Regions from separate parts of the Mus musculus genome. Here regions 1 and 3 are each linked to region 2. The links are chromatin contacts, called in public Hi-C maps. All regions are on one chromosome and are shown on one strand. The core of a region is the stretch at or near the end of the contact, and the rest is flanking DNA. Distances in the headings are between cores, read along the strand shown. Region 1 holds the start of Nt5dc3 (5'-nucleotidase domain containing 3). Region 2 holds the start of Tmpo (thymopoietin). Region 3 holds the start of Ndufa12 (NADH:ubiquinone oxidoreductase subunit A12).

What was found. A called contact is a pair of places that touch in the nucleus more often than the background predicts.
Region 1: a contact with region 2 is called in a Hi-C map of CD4 T cells, with 4 times the contacts expected there. The contact joins the promoter of Nt5dc3 here to the promoter of Tmpo in region 2. A contact is called at or near these places in 1 of 39 promoter capture datasets (pre-B cells) and 1 of 484 Hi-C or Micro-C datasets (CD4 T cells).
Region 3: a Hi-C map of CD8 T cells shows a contact between it and region 2, with 3 times the contacts expected there. The contact joins the promoter of Ndufa12 here to the promoter of Tmpo in region 2. A contact is called at or near these places in 2 of 39 promoter capture datasets (liver and pre-B cells) and 1 of 484 Hi-C or Micro-C datasets (CD8 T cells).

The regions. Positions count from the first base shown.
Region 1 is chr10:86,775,963-86,780,475 of GRCm38.p6, forward strand. It overlaps Nt5dc3 (5'-nucleotidase domain containing 3), which reads left to right and starts at 3,043. Exons shown (of 14, transcript NM_175331.3): 1 at 3,043-3,349. The coding sequence starts at 3,148. It overlaps Ttc41 (tetratricopeptide repeat domain 41), which reads left to right. Exons shown (of 16, transcript NM_001003910.2): 15 at 1-97; 16 at 193-881. The coding sequence ends at 859.
Region 2 is chr10:91,168,354-91,172,999 of GRCm38.p6, forward strand. Tmpo (thymopoietin) reads right to left here and starts at 3,266. Exons shown (of 4, transcript NM_011605.3): 1 at 2,685-3,266. The coding sequence starts at 2,960.
Region 3 is chr10:94,195,541-94,200,617 of GRCm38.p6, forward strand. It overlaps Ndufa12 (NADH:ubiquinone oxidoreductase subunit A12), which reads left to right and starts at 3,495. Exons shown (of 4, transcript NM_025551.4): 1 at 3,495-3,590; 2 at 4,410-4,492. The coding sequence starts at 3,505. Nr2c1 (nuclear receptor subfamily 2, group C, member 1) reads left to right here. Exons shown (of 14, transcript NM_011629.3): 14 at 1-1,674.

The sequences.
Region 1 (4,513 bases), core at 1,793-4,292, 4.4 Mb before region 2:
ATGCCACAATGGAGGCAGTCAGCTATTTGTATAGGTCACTTGATTTAAGGGCAGCTCACCTGGGGCCTACCCACGCTTCCATTGAGGGAATACTACAGTGAGTTTCTTTTGCACATCTCAAAAAGAAGTAGACTTTCTGAGTATTTGTGTTAATAGACAGCCATGTTTTGACACGTTTTTGATCTTTTGCAGCCTTTTAAGGGAAATCCAGAGGTCCCGGGGCAGGAGGTCTTGGCCTCAAAGCATGAACCATCTATTCCCTAACGGTTCTAGGAATGGCTTTTCATTATGGGAGAATGTGCCTAAATTAAACTTCCACAGCGCTCAGAGTTCTGACACGGTAAACACTGCAATGTGTATGAATATACGTAGGTTTCAGAGAGTTAAAAGCACACAGCCTTCTCTGGTTTCAGATAAACCAAAATATGTTCCCGGCAAAGGAAAGAAGACCTTGGCTCCAATTCTGTGCAAGTCTGCTGAGGAAAAGTTCCAACGTCAGGCTTCAGACTCACAAATATGGAATAGTCCAAGAAGACAACCTGCCAGGAAAAAGGCAGCCTGTCCCCTTAAGACGGTCTCGCTCATTGACAAGAACGGCTTGGTGAGACTCTCAAGGCAGAGTGTTTCTTCTGCTGAGCTGGACAGCAGAAAGGGCCTGATCACTTCCATCTGCCGGCAACCCCTGCAGCTACCTCATAATGTGGACAATCCCTGGAAGTCCATATCGGAACTCGTGTCAGAAAAGTGGCTCTTCCACACTCCTCAGTACTGCTTCACTCCTCAGAAGCCAGGCTTCCCAAGAAGATCTCAGATTGAATCAAAATTGCTGAAGACCTCAGATGACCCCAATAAGGAATAAAAATAATTTTGGGCTGTTTTGTACTTTGAGTTTTTACTCATTTCTCTTGAAAGGCGTATGTGTGTGTGTGGTACAAGTGTGCACACACGTGTTTGTGTGTAGGTCAGAGGTCGATGTCAGTGTTCTCGTGCTTTCCCCCTTATTTTTTGAGATCTCACTGAAACCTGGAGCTCGGGGATTCTATTCGCCTAGTAGTCAGTGAGCACCAGGGGGCTTCCTGTCTCTCCGTTCTTTGTGCTGAGGCCATAGGAACTGGCTGTCATTTTTTTATAGCAGTGCTGGCGCGTGCTCGCAAGCTCTTAACAGACTACGCCAGGTCCCTAGCACCTATTTTGGATTCTTTCATCAGATATTTTCTTTTAACTCTGCAGGAGTGGTCACTATCCAGGTCTGGGGATTCAGTTTTCTTACTCTCTTATAACGCTGTATCTGGTTTTAGTTACAAAGGGTGGGTTTCAAGTGATCCACGTTTCTATGGTAAGTACAACAATCGTGATTCCACAGGGTCCTATAGTCTAAGAGAATATATAGAAGCACTCTTACCAATCGTAATTTAAAAAAAAATTCTATAGTATATTTTGACTTAAAAATTCACCTAAGTAAAATTGATGATTGTTATCACCAAAACTTTTTATTAGTAAAAATAAGAAAAGATAGGAAGTGAAATGTCCTCAAGTCATAAAGGAAGCTTTTAATGACCAGAGCCCATGGATTTGATAGCATATCGATTTGCACATTTTATTGTCCTCCAATTTTATCACTGATCCATAAAACATTAACCTGTAACAGTTAAGGATTACTTTCTAGCTACCGTCCTCCCTACCACCCAACAGAAGAGGGGACTCAGCTCTGTGACGATAGGCAAGCAATCTCACCTCTGTTGTGCCTCGGTTTCATTGTGTTTAAAGGAGAGACGCGGTACGTTCCTTTTAAGACAGCTGGGAAGAGTGTATGCGATAAAATATACAGCCAGCTTTCTATTAATGGTTTTCATTATCAGTCAGGGACTAGCTCCAGTGTCATCACCTTCCACAAAAACATCTGACTCTTCCAGCCCACAACTTGAGTCGCTAATGCTTGGGGTTGTCTCACACTGTGCCTTGTCTGTCCTCTCATTATTCTAGCCATTCCCACTATAACCGCCCCCCCCTACTCAGTGGTCACCATGGGATACTTTGGGAATTTCTTGGGGCCCAGTGTTTCTCAGGTAGGTCTTGAATTGGTGATAGAAAGTCCCGCAGGAGCGGCATGGAATAAGTGCAGTTAAGCAAGTGAGTGGAACAGGTACCAAGCGTGCTGCCAGCGTGGGCAGGAGACTGCTAATCATGTCCGGAGGACCTCTCTGGAGGTGGGAACCCGGCTTTCCAGAGGCCTGCACTGTTAAGGAAATTTACATTTATCGGGAGTCTTCAGGGGCAGGATCTTGCAGACGACTTTAGACCTCGAGTGTAATCTCGGCCCAGCAACTCTTTAAAGGGCAACTCTTGGATAGGCCCAAGCTCAGCCTCAGGGCAGTCTCAGAGAGGCACCTGAGATCCAGGAGATACCTGCAGAAGCCTTTGACACGGAGTGGGTCGCATTCCAGAGACTGGGATCAGAGATGGATAGTGCGTACACTCATCAGTGCAATCAGAATTGGGGCCCGCCACGGAAGGCAAGAGGAAGGTAGAGCAGAGTCTTGCTGGCAGCGATAGGGTCGGAGATGAGTCATCCTAGCCCGTGTGACTTCAACCACCCTCCGCCCCCTCCTGCCTCGCGGGTCAGGAAGTGACCGCAGCCGACCGGGCGCTGAGCCCTGGCAGCTCCGGCCACGCCCAACCCGCTTTCTCTAAGGCCTCGCCCTTGACTCCGCCTTTGACTCAACCCAGACTCCGTCCCACTCCATTTCCACAGGCCCACACCTGACCCAGCCTCTAACTGGCCTAGGCCCCCGGCTCTGTCTCCCCAGGTTCGGTCCCTGACTCTGCCTCTGACGCAATCGAGATGGTCCAACTCATTCTCTCTCTAGACCCTATTCTTTACTCAGCCGGGGCATTCCTCTTTCCAACCAGGCCCCGCCCCTGACCCAGCTCAGGCCCCACCCATCCCGCAGCTCCTAGCCTAATCCTTGACCCCGCCTCCTGCTTCCCTCTAGAACCCGCCCACCTCCCCAGCCTCGCCCCCGGCTCCGCCCCACCGTGGGTGGTTCTTGGGCCGCGCCGGCACTTGCTCAGACGTAGGAACTGCCGGCGTGCGTCCCGGAGCCTCGCGACGCTGGCCATCCGTGCCACTGGCAGCTTAGAGGCAGCATGGCCACGGTGGCAGCGGCGGCCCGCGGGGCCGGGGCGAGGGCGGCGGCAGGGCTGCGGAGTTGCGGCGGGGCCGTGGCTCGAGAACGACCGCGCTCGGGCTGCGCTCGGCGCCTGTGCTCTGCCCCGGCTGCCCCGGCTGCCGTGGACATGAAAAGCTACCTGTGGGCGCGCTACCACGAGGCGAAGAGGAGCACGGACGGTGAGTGCGTGTCCCAGCTTGCGCCGCCCACTCGAGGACCCCTCGGGTCCCCCGCACCCTGCCTCTGTCGCGCGGCCCCCGCGGGGAAGGCGACTCTAAAACTTCGCAACTCTTTTTTGGCTTTCCCCCGCCGGGGAAGCTATTTCATACCTGGGGATTGTTAAATCTGGAGTGTACATCGCAAGTGCTCTGGGCCGCTGCGAGAGTTCCAAGGGCGTCGGTAGGAAGACATTCCCCCAAACACCGTTAGGTGTCATTCACCCTGGGAATGGTAGTAGCAGCCCAGCTTGCTGCCGCGCTGTCCTAGACAGGCTCCAGCGCAGGCGACTGGGTCAGGAGGATGAGCCGGTCTCCCTTTTGCAGGGTGGAGTAGATAAAATGTGCTGTTTGAAAGGGGAGGGTGGTCTGGTTATCCACCGCCCTCTGCGAGGAGAAGAGGAATACTTGTGGTCAGGTGAACTGAGAAAGAGCTTGGCTGGGCGGTTAGGGAATCGGAGAAGGAATGGAAAGAGGAACCAGATTATAATAGTATCAGGTATTGATGTCGACTCTGAATCGCCCATAGCCTCCGGAGGAGGGGGTCATGTCCATTATGTAGACGGGAAGGGCGAGCAAGGGGCCTAAGCAAAAACTGATTTTGACTCAGGGTCGGGAATCCATTGTCCTGTGTGTTGCTTTGTGCTTCTTGCAGTCAAACGTTTGGAACCTGGAGTAAAGGGCCAGTGAAGCACAGACACTGAAGCTGTCAGAGGACACTGGGATTTGGGGAGGGGGTGGTTTGGGGAGGGTGCTACATGAGGAAGGGGGTTGGTGAGGGAACGTTTTTGTAGGATTTCCATTTGCATCTTTGGCCACATGCCTGTTCAAGTGAAACAAAACCCACCTGGAATATCTTCACAACACATTCCGAGGTGTAAGCAATGGAGACTTCTTTGAAAGAGTGGCTTATTGGTTTTGGCCAGGCAAGTGTTTTGAGATGGGTTGTGTATTCCAGGCCTTAAAGTCATGAGTCTCCTGTGTGTTCTATCCTTCCAGGCGGGCGGGAACCACCATTCCAGGCAAACGTGTGTCCTGTCAGGGCCCTGTCAGCTCTTCTCTCTTGCTTAGTTTCCTCTTTCTTTTTGGTCTTTTTGAGACAGGGTTTTAAGGTAACCTTAAACTTGA
Region 2 (4,646 bases), core at 2,016-4,515:
ATATGACAATTTTTTTTCTCCTGTTTTGTTTTGTTTTGTTTTGTTTTGTGTGTGTAGCCCTGGCTGTCCTAGAACTCAGAAATCTGCCTGGCTCTGCCTCCCAAGTGAGCCACCACTGCTGGGCAATTTTTTGTTGTTGCTGTTTTAAAGATTTATTTATTTATAGTACACTATAGCTGTCTTCAGAAACAAGGGAAGAGGGCATCAGATGGTTGTGAGCCACCATGTGGGTGCTGGGATTTGGACACAGGACCTCTGGAAAAGCAGTCAGTGCTCTTAACCACTGAGCCATTCTCCAGCCCTATCAGCTACTACATTTTACTTAAAGTGGTTGTGTGTGTGTCTGTCTGTGTGTGTTCACATTCTGGTACAGGTATGTGTCTTCCACATCTTTAAAAAAGACATGCCACTGGTGTGCCCAGCTTTTTATGTGGGTGCTGGAGATCAGGTCCTTGTGTTTTCATGACAGGTCATCTCCCTAGCCCCCTGAATGGCTTTAGCCCACAAAAAGCATGGGACTTTGCCACTACACGAATCACTGAAGAAAATGTAAATATATACATAAAGGCGTTTTTCTTGGCTATAAAGAATAAAATCATGCCATGTACAAAAATGGATGAAAGGAGATTATGTTAAGTGAAATTTGCCACACAGACCCAGGCATGGTGGCACATACCCACAATCCCAGTACCCGGGAATCAGAGACAATGTCATCCTGGGCTACAGTGCATTCAAGCACAGTCAGGGTCACAGGACATCCTATCTCAATCCCCCTTCCAAAGACAAATAAATATTCTACCTACACACTCTAATATGCTGGGTCTAGATTTAGGAAAAAATACATGACATGTAAAATTGAAGGGAGTGCAAGGGGACTAATGTGAAGGGAGAAAGGGGTTGGGAGCCACGGGGGAACTTGACACACGGGTAAGTAAAAAGTTAGGAGGAAACCCATTATTTTGTAGAATTGAAAATACAGTAACATGGGGGCCCCAGTGTTCTTAAGCTGGCTGCCCTTCCAGAGGACCTTGGTTCAATTCCCAGCACCCACATGGACGCTCAACTCCAGTTCCAGGGGATATGGCACCCCCCAGACACATGCAGGAGAAACACCAATCAACAAACAACAAAAAATCTTCAAACACACACACAAACAATAACATGGTATGTTTGCCCCCACAGAATCCACAAATAGGAGACACCAAAGACAGTAGGCTGGTCAATATTTACTTGGTTTTAGGCAAGAGCTCAAGTAGCCGAGGACGGCCATGGACTCAGGGATTACAGGTGCCCGACGCTGTAATTCACGGGGCTAATGCTTACTAGACACTGATTTGTGCCAATCGTTTGTTTTTTCGAGACAGGGTTTTTCTGTGTAGCCCTGGCTGTCCTGGAACTCACTCTGTAGACCAGGCTGGCCTCGAACTCGGAAATTTGCCTGCCTCTGCCTCCCAAGTGTTGGGATTAAAGGTGTGCGCCACCACCGCCCCGAGATTTGTGTCAATCTTAAAACACTTAGGCATTGAAAGTTAAGGGTAAAAGTTTTCTCAACTAAATCCACACATGCGTTTGATGTAACTTTCACTCTTGTTCGAGCAGTCAGGAAACAACCCACTTTTTTTTTTAAATTATCGCAAGACACTCTAAACTTTCGAAGAAGCAAACAGCTTGAGGTGTAGTTCCCGGCTAGTACATACAAAAAAGAGGCTTTGAGTTCAATTCCCAGCACCAAAACGAGAGGCAAACCGCGATACCAGTCAAAACATTCACATGCTTCTCGAAGATTTAAAACACTCCAAATCAACACTCATAACTAATTTTTAATGACTTGAATTCTGTTAACTAAATATAAACCTACAAAATACTATTTAAAACGTACCCCCAAAAAGCCAGCAACCAAAAAAAAAAAAAAAAAGGCAAAATGATACACACCGGCAGGAACGCATCTTACATCTCACTGGCCTGAGGCATTCAAATTCAAATACTGATACATCAGTATGTCATAAACTTTTCTTTTTGCTTCCGGATCTTTACTTCCTCCAGCAAAAATCTTACAACGATAAAACAAAACGCTCACTAGCTGGGATTCTCCAGGATGTCTACGGGAACAAACTTTTCCAAATGCAACGTACTTAAAACGTCCCGTTTACAGTACAGCAAACCCACTTAAGGCGGGGCCTGATGACTGGAAGAATATGACACGCGAGGAAACAAAACGGTTCAAAAAGCCCTCCATCTGTTTAAAAAAAAAAAAAAGTCAACAACATAAAAAGGCGGGAATGCCTTTATTTAAAAAAAAAAAAAAAAAAGGCCAGAAATGACTATGTCGCAAACTGCCCTCCAGGGAGCGCTCTGACACTGTTGCGAGTCACTTCGGCGCTAAAGCGGGAAAACGCTACAACTTCACCTCGCGCGCCGGGGGCCAAGCCTGTCGGGCTTTAGAAAACGGCTCGGAAGGCCGCGTCTACACCCACTCCGGACCGTGCACCCGGCCCGAGCAGCCAAGCAGCACAGCCGGGGCGGCTCGCACCGAGGACTCCCCTCTCCGCGCCTTCCCCGGCGGCCTCGCGATCGGGGCGCCGCCGCGGGCACGGGGAACCCCGCGAGGGGGCCAGCCCCGCCGCCGAGCACGCGCCGCGGCCGCCAAACGCCCGTCTCCGCGGCCCCGGGGGGGTTCGCCTTACCCTGCCGACGGCGCCGCGGCCGCGACCCACGGAGGCCCCGGAGCCGAGCACCGGCGTGGGCTCGCGCTCCTCGTCGCTCGAGAAGTCGGGCGGCCCTTTGCTGTTGGCTCCCGCGGCGAGCGGCGGCCGGTTGCGCGCCGTGAGGTGCTGCAGGTAGAGCTGCACGTACACGTCCTTGCGCTGCTCGCCGGCCGGGAGCGTCACGTTGTTGGCGACCAACTCGCTCTTCAACTTGTCTTTGGTCAGGACCGAAGGGTCCTCTAGGAACTCCGGCATCTCGTCCCCCTCCTTCTCTCCTCCCCGGCCCCTCACAGTCGCCGCCGCCGCTGCTCACGCCGGCGCGCTCGCTCGCTGGTCCCGGGGGCTGCGCCCGCCGCCTCGGGAGATCCCTGCCCCGGAGCGGCGCCGCGGGCACGGCACAGAACTCGGGACACAAAACCCAGGTCCGGCCCCCGCCACAAAAAGCCCCTGGCGCACGACTGGGGAGCAAGTGCAGCCGAACCCGGAGCCCGCAGCGAGCCGAGCCCATACACAAGCTAGTGCGTGGGGTGGGGTGGGGGGAGCCTGGCTCGCGCACGCCCCAAGAACGCGCGCCGCCATTGGCGGGCGCCCGGAGGAAGCGCGCCACCCATTGGCTGGGCGGCTCGCGCGGGTTCCAGCCGCCGCGGCGCAGGGCGAGAGGTGCAGAAACGCAGTTTAAAAGGCGCTCGGGCGGGAGCTCGGGCGCGGGGCCCGCTGTTTCCTCGGCTCTCCGCCCTTCCCCTCGGACGCTGATAAGGGATGGGCGGTACTGGGTTTGCACGCTGTTTCCCTCTCTCCTGGCCCCCTGCACCGGAGAAGCCTCGTCCCGGCCTCGATCGCCTTCGGACGGGCGGAGTTCTGCGCCAGCTCTCTTGAGGACCCTTTGCCCGGGCCTGGCTCCTTCCCGGGACACCGAGCCCCCCTGAAGAATGGCGGCCGACTGGCCTTGCCCCCTCCGAGTGCTGGCCCTGGAGGGGAAGCGTGAAAACCAGACAGGCTGTGGTGCGGGATGCGCAGGAAGTCAAATCCCCTCGGTTCGCAAACGCTTCTTTTGTCTGGAATCTAGGGAAAGCCAGACTTCCACAGCTGAAGGTTTCCATACAGCTTTAGTTTGTTACAAAATTGCATTTTTAAGTCTCCCTTTGCCTTCTTTTACCAAACCCTTTGGTTTCCATAGTTCTTGGGGCTTAAAACAAATGCCTTCTTTGTATTTTTAAGCCGTCTAGGTTAAGACCCCCACCCCAAGCACCAAGGATTTCCCCTAACTTCATCAAACCTAATGTTTGGTAATGGAACAAGATGAAACGCAACATTTAGAAAGTCTCTAGTATTCAACTTTATGTGCCTGTAGTGGTGCATACTAATTTTTTAATTTTAGAGGGAGCCAGGAACCCTGTAAAACTCATGCTGCTGATTCAAGTTAGCGTCTCAAATGTGCCACAGTTCTGTTTTCTGGAACACAATACTGACCAGAAATGTTTCCTATTAACAAATTACATATATGGGCGAACATGATCAGAGTTAAATTTATGTAAAAAGTCCGCAATAAGATGTGTAGTTAATAAACGCTAATGAGCCGGGCGTTGGTGGCGCACGTCTTTAATCCCACCACTTGGGAGGCAGAGGCAGGTGGATTTCTGAGTTCGAGGCTAGCCTGGTCTACAGAGTGAGTTCCAGGACAGCCAGGGCTACACAGAGAAACCCTGTCTCGAAAACAAAAAAAAAAAAAAAACAAAAACAAAAATAAAAAGCGAATGAAAGCATGTATAGTGTTTCAATGTATCTAGGGTTTTGAACAATGTGAATGTCTACACAGGAAATGGTTCAGGACACTGCTCGTGAGAGGAAGCAGCTGACCTCAGATTCAGAGTCTCTTAATCATTCCCTCAGTGTCTTAAGCTCTAGATTATGTTCTATAAAAAAGCCTTAAATTTAAGCATG
Region 3 (5,077 bases), core at 2,245-4,744, 3.0 Mb after region 2:
CCTGTCTGTCCTCTAGGGATGATTTAAAAAGGTACTGGGCTGCTCTTGGTGAGGATGACACCTAAGACTGTCTCCTCCTGACCATCTACACTAAGCTTTCTCATTCTATTTTATAAAACAAATAAACTAGTCTTTTCCCCCCTGAATTGCGTTCTCTTCCTGTTTAATTCCATTGAGCCAGAACATTAATAATTAAACACCTAAGCAGGGACTTCTTACATCTTACTTATCCATAATCATTTTAGTTACCAGGTCAAAGGTTATCTTATGCTCACTTATATAATGATAATATCAGAGCTATAGGAAGTAAGAAATGAATATATATATACATATATATATATATATGTATATGCTTTTATAAACATCAAGCATATAACACTCTCGTTGCTGGCAATGAGACACAAGCCATTTGTATTTTCTTTCATAGTGTAGTAGATTATTAGTTATAAGCACTTTTATTCATTGCGGTAGAAAATTAGTCTTGAGAATAAGATGGGGATCCTGTTTTAAATTTGGGGGTTTACTGTGTTTTAAACATAGTACAGACTGCCCCCAGGATGTATTAGTATTTTAGAATGGATACTAAAGTAGTTGCTTTTTTCATTCCACAGAAAGCATCTATCCTCTTCTCAGACGGGGGTTCAGCTTTTTCACCCTGCCCTGGCCTTTAGCCGTTTTTATTGGGTCCTTTTTAAAAAAACTCACCCAGTTTGCTAAGTAATGCAATTATCAAAGCCAATATGGTTCCAAGGTGAGTTAAATAATTCAAGCAATTGATAATTCATAAAGGCAAAAGACTCTGCACTGATTCTTTTCCCTGCAGAGCCGAGGAAGGCTGCTCTAACAACCTCAAGTTTCATTATTTGCTACAACCAAAGCATTTTAGACTCCTCAGTCTTCCACACCAATATGACAGGCATCAGTCGCTCTTTGTACTGATTTTATAATGGATTCCTTTAGTAAATCTGTTCATCTATTTGTTGATCTTCTCCCCCCATCTCTCCTCTTCCCTTTCTTCTTTCTCCCTCTCCCTCTCTCCGTCCTTCTTTTCCACATCTCTGTTTTGTTTTCTTGAGACAGGATCTTGCTACCCAGCCCAAGCTGAACTCAAGTTTGCCGTTATCTTCCTGCCTCCCACTCCCCGTTGCTGGGATTATAGACATGCACCACACGCTGGTATTTATTTTTCAAACACAGAGATTTTATTGCAGTTAGATTACATTCTTTATTATTAATAAAAAGTTTTGCTGAATTTTTCTATGGGGGGTGGTGGATTTTACTACTAACAGTAGTAACAAAAAGTTTAAAAGTGTAGTCTTGCAAATGTTACCAACTTACTAGGAGGGCTTTATTTCCTGTTTCATCCTGTCAACAGTTCTATTTATAAGAAGCTGCCAGGGAATAGTGCATAGAGCATAAAATGCTCACGCAGAAAGTCTCAGTAGGGCATGTGTAACCTGCATCCCAGCACATCTGTAGATGACGATGTCATATCACAGTGTCAAAATGTTGGCTCCTTTGATACCTTTATCATCTCAAGATAATAAGCCAAGGATTCACCAAAAAAAAAAAAGTGTCCTAATGGTTATTTCTTTGAGATATTTTTCCTGATGAAATTTGTAGTTACATTGGGAAGTCTTTTTAAAACTGTATTAAAATGTGACTTGCATTACAAATTTCTGTATCCTGTCAATGTATTTTATTTCAATGACCTATTTATTTGGTGATTGGATGCCCTCTGCGTCATAGGGCATCCCAGTGGGAGAGCTTGTGCTTAGGTTAGCATTTACAAGGCCCTAGGTTCAGTCTCCAGCAGTAGAAGGGAGAAAAATCATATAAGCATTTTAAGAACAAAAATAATGGCAAGATGGCTTAGAGGGTCAGAGCACTTTCTGTGGAAATGCAGCTATCTGAGTTCAGTCTCTTTCCTTTGTGCTCCCCACACACACATGGAGTTTAAGATTATATAAACAAAGAAAACCTGCATCGATTTGAATAAGTACATAAAGCATAGAGAATATGATTTAACTAGTTTACTGTTACATCTGTGTAACAGTACATTTACATGTACATATACATATAAAATGTAGTCAAGAAGCAAGAGCATCAAGTCTAGGTAATAGTTGGGAAGGGAGGAGGAAGGTGCAAACGGGGAAGGATATAGAAGGGGCTTCAAAACTATTGGCAGTATGTCAAGCATCAAGGTTTTGCGGTTAGCCACCCCAAACCTACCAGTTAGAAGTGTGCATTTTCACATGAATGTATAATACAGACAGAGGTGGTCAGGGACAACCTATCTCCATTCAGTCAGAACAGGGGTCTGGCAGAAATCATGGGTTTAAATCTCTGTAGTCACTGAGTATTAGTGGCTGTTAGCTGGGACTTGCAGTGGGACAGAATCTGGGCATGGCCAGAGTCTCTCTGTTCTGCTCCTTACTGCCTACTGGCTGTGTTCTAAGGGAAAGAGCTGGAGGCCAATTTGCCTTCTATCCTGCTATCAGAAGTCTCCTGTGACTCCCCTGCATTCTAGTCATCAAAAAACATACATATTGTGAGGAATATGTAAAGACACACAGGGCTTGGAAACAATATGCAAATAACGCAAAATATTTTTAAAATGAAATTAAGAATATTAGCTGCTCTTGCCAAGGACCTGGGTTTGATCTTAGCCTACCTTGCAAGCGTGAGAAAAGAAGTTACAGCTCAGAGCCCATGTAGAAAATTCGGGTATGGTGGCACCTTTGTAGACTCAGTTCCAGGGATGTGGAGGCAGGTGTATTCCCGAGGTTCGCAATCTGGCCAGCCTTGTCGACTTGACACTTAACTATTTTTAATCTTTAATTTTATTAATCCTAGTTTCTTCTTTCTTTTCTTTTCTTTTTCTTTTTTATGGCTAGGGGTTTGCCAGTATTGTTTATTTATTTTATTATTTTGTAAAGCACTAACTCTGTGATGAAGTCTACCTAGTGTCTGTGCTTACACCTTGCAACAATAAAATAACAAATCCTTCAGGTATTTTACTTAATCTTATTCTTTGCAATTCTTCATCACTCATCTACCAGCATACCGACGCTTAATGAATTCAAAATCATACGCACTCTGTATTAAATGTACAATACCGCTGTGGGGTCAGTAATGCATTTCTTAGCTTCTAGTGCTATAAGGAATTTTTGGAATGTGCGTCATCGTTGTCTGGAGGAAGAAACTTATTTCGACAGGAGAAACTCCCATCTGGGAAAGCTTTGCTTGGCGTACTTCTCCCCGCAGGGTCGCTTTCTGGGTACAGCCTCCGAAAACATTAATTTCACCTTTAGGAAGACACCAACCTGTACTGTAAAACCCCAGATAATCCTCCCTGCGCGACCTCCAGCTCTGCGCCTGCGTAGAACGACCTCCGCGGCCGGTTGACGAGCAGGAACCTCCAAACGGTGGCGCCTTGAGTATCTCGTCTTCCGCCCGGCGGGTTTTACCCGAACACGGAAGGGGCGGACCATGCAGATGAGAATGGAGCTGGTGGAGGTCCTGAAGCGCGGCGTGCAGCAGGTCACCGGCCACGGCGGCCTGCGGGGCCTCCTACGGGTTTTCTTCAGGTAGGAGGCCAGGGCTAGACCCTGGGTCTCTGGGGACGCACCTCCGCTGGCTGCTTTCCTGGAAAGGAGCTCAGATTAGATCACTTTGGAGGTCCAGGGATCCGGTCAAGGACAAGTTCAGTCCCAAGAGTTGAGTTCCTTGGACTGAGACGTCTCTGGGCCCTACTCAGCCCCTAGTGGCGGAGCTGTGACGCAGGTGCTAGGGTAGCCGGGATGCTCCGGGCTCGAGTCCTGGGGTGTAATGAGGCTTAGCATAGCAACCCCTCTACCCCTCACGGTGACCTTGGGCAAGTTTTCCTCTGCACTGTGTACAGTAAGAAGTTGAAGGTGGCGATCATGCTAGTCCCGATTAGCCCCATAAATCGCAGCAAATCCGGAGGACCAGTGAATAATCCAGGGGACACTCGTAATACGAAGATGATGAAGTACTTTGACTGCCTGAAGGTTTTGCTAACTTAGTGTCTCAGGGTGCACGTATCTACATACGTGGACCGTAGCTGGAAAGTAGTGTTTTATATGCAATCTAAGCACATCAGTTGTTTGGTTGATTACCCCCCCCACACACACACACCTGTCTGCATGCTGCTGGGACAACACAGGAGACTCCAGAGCTCTTTGCCAGAAAGTTAATTCGTGAGCGTTGAGTGGCAAGAGCCTTCGGCTGAAGGCTAGAGGTGTACAAGCAGCGAGCATCCCCCGTAGCATCTCGTTCTTGTGTCGATGCAGAAACAGTCGGTGGTACGGTCTGTTTCTGGGTTTGTCTTGAACAGTGTGAATCATTCTGAGATGCCTTTTTTTTCCTCTGTGTACTTCTTAAAGGGCAAATGATATAAGGATTGGTACACTGGTGGGAGAAGACAAATATGGAAATAAATACTACGAAGACAACAAGCAATTTTTTGGTGAGTGCAGTATTTTCTTTTTCTTTTATTTTTTTAAGATTTATTTTATTATTATATGTAAGTACACTGTAGCTGTCTTCAGACACCCCTGAAGAGGGTGTCAGATCTTGTTACAAATGGTTGTGAGCCACCATGTGGTTGCTGGGGTTTGAACTCAGGACCTCTGGAAGAGCAGTCGGTGCTCTTAACCGCTGAGCCATCTCTCCAGCCCAGTATTTATAGATTTTGTGTGTGTGTGTGTGTGTGTGTGTGTGTGTGTGTGTGTGTGTGTGTGTGTATAAATGGATGGGGTTAGGATTCAGAGTCTAGTTTTGACATCATGCATGAACAGATACTAAGTGACTTGGAACGGAAAACTCAATAGGAAATTTAAAACGTGGGCAGAGGGGATGGCTCAGCCAGTTTGGGCACCTGCCACCATACATAGTGACCTGAAGTACACCCTTCAACGACCCCAGACCTCATCTTTCAGGTGAAGAAGCCAAGCCATCTATCACCTCATACTATTCTGTAGAGGTGTGTAAGCCAGACTTATGTGGCTGCAAGTTGGTGCCCCAGACGTTTGCATCTTATTCTGTAACATTT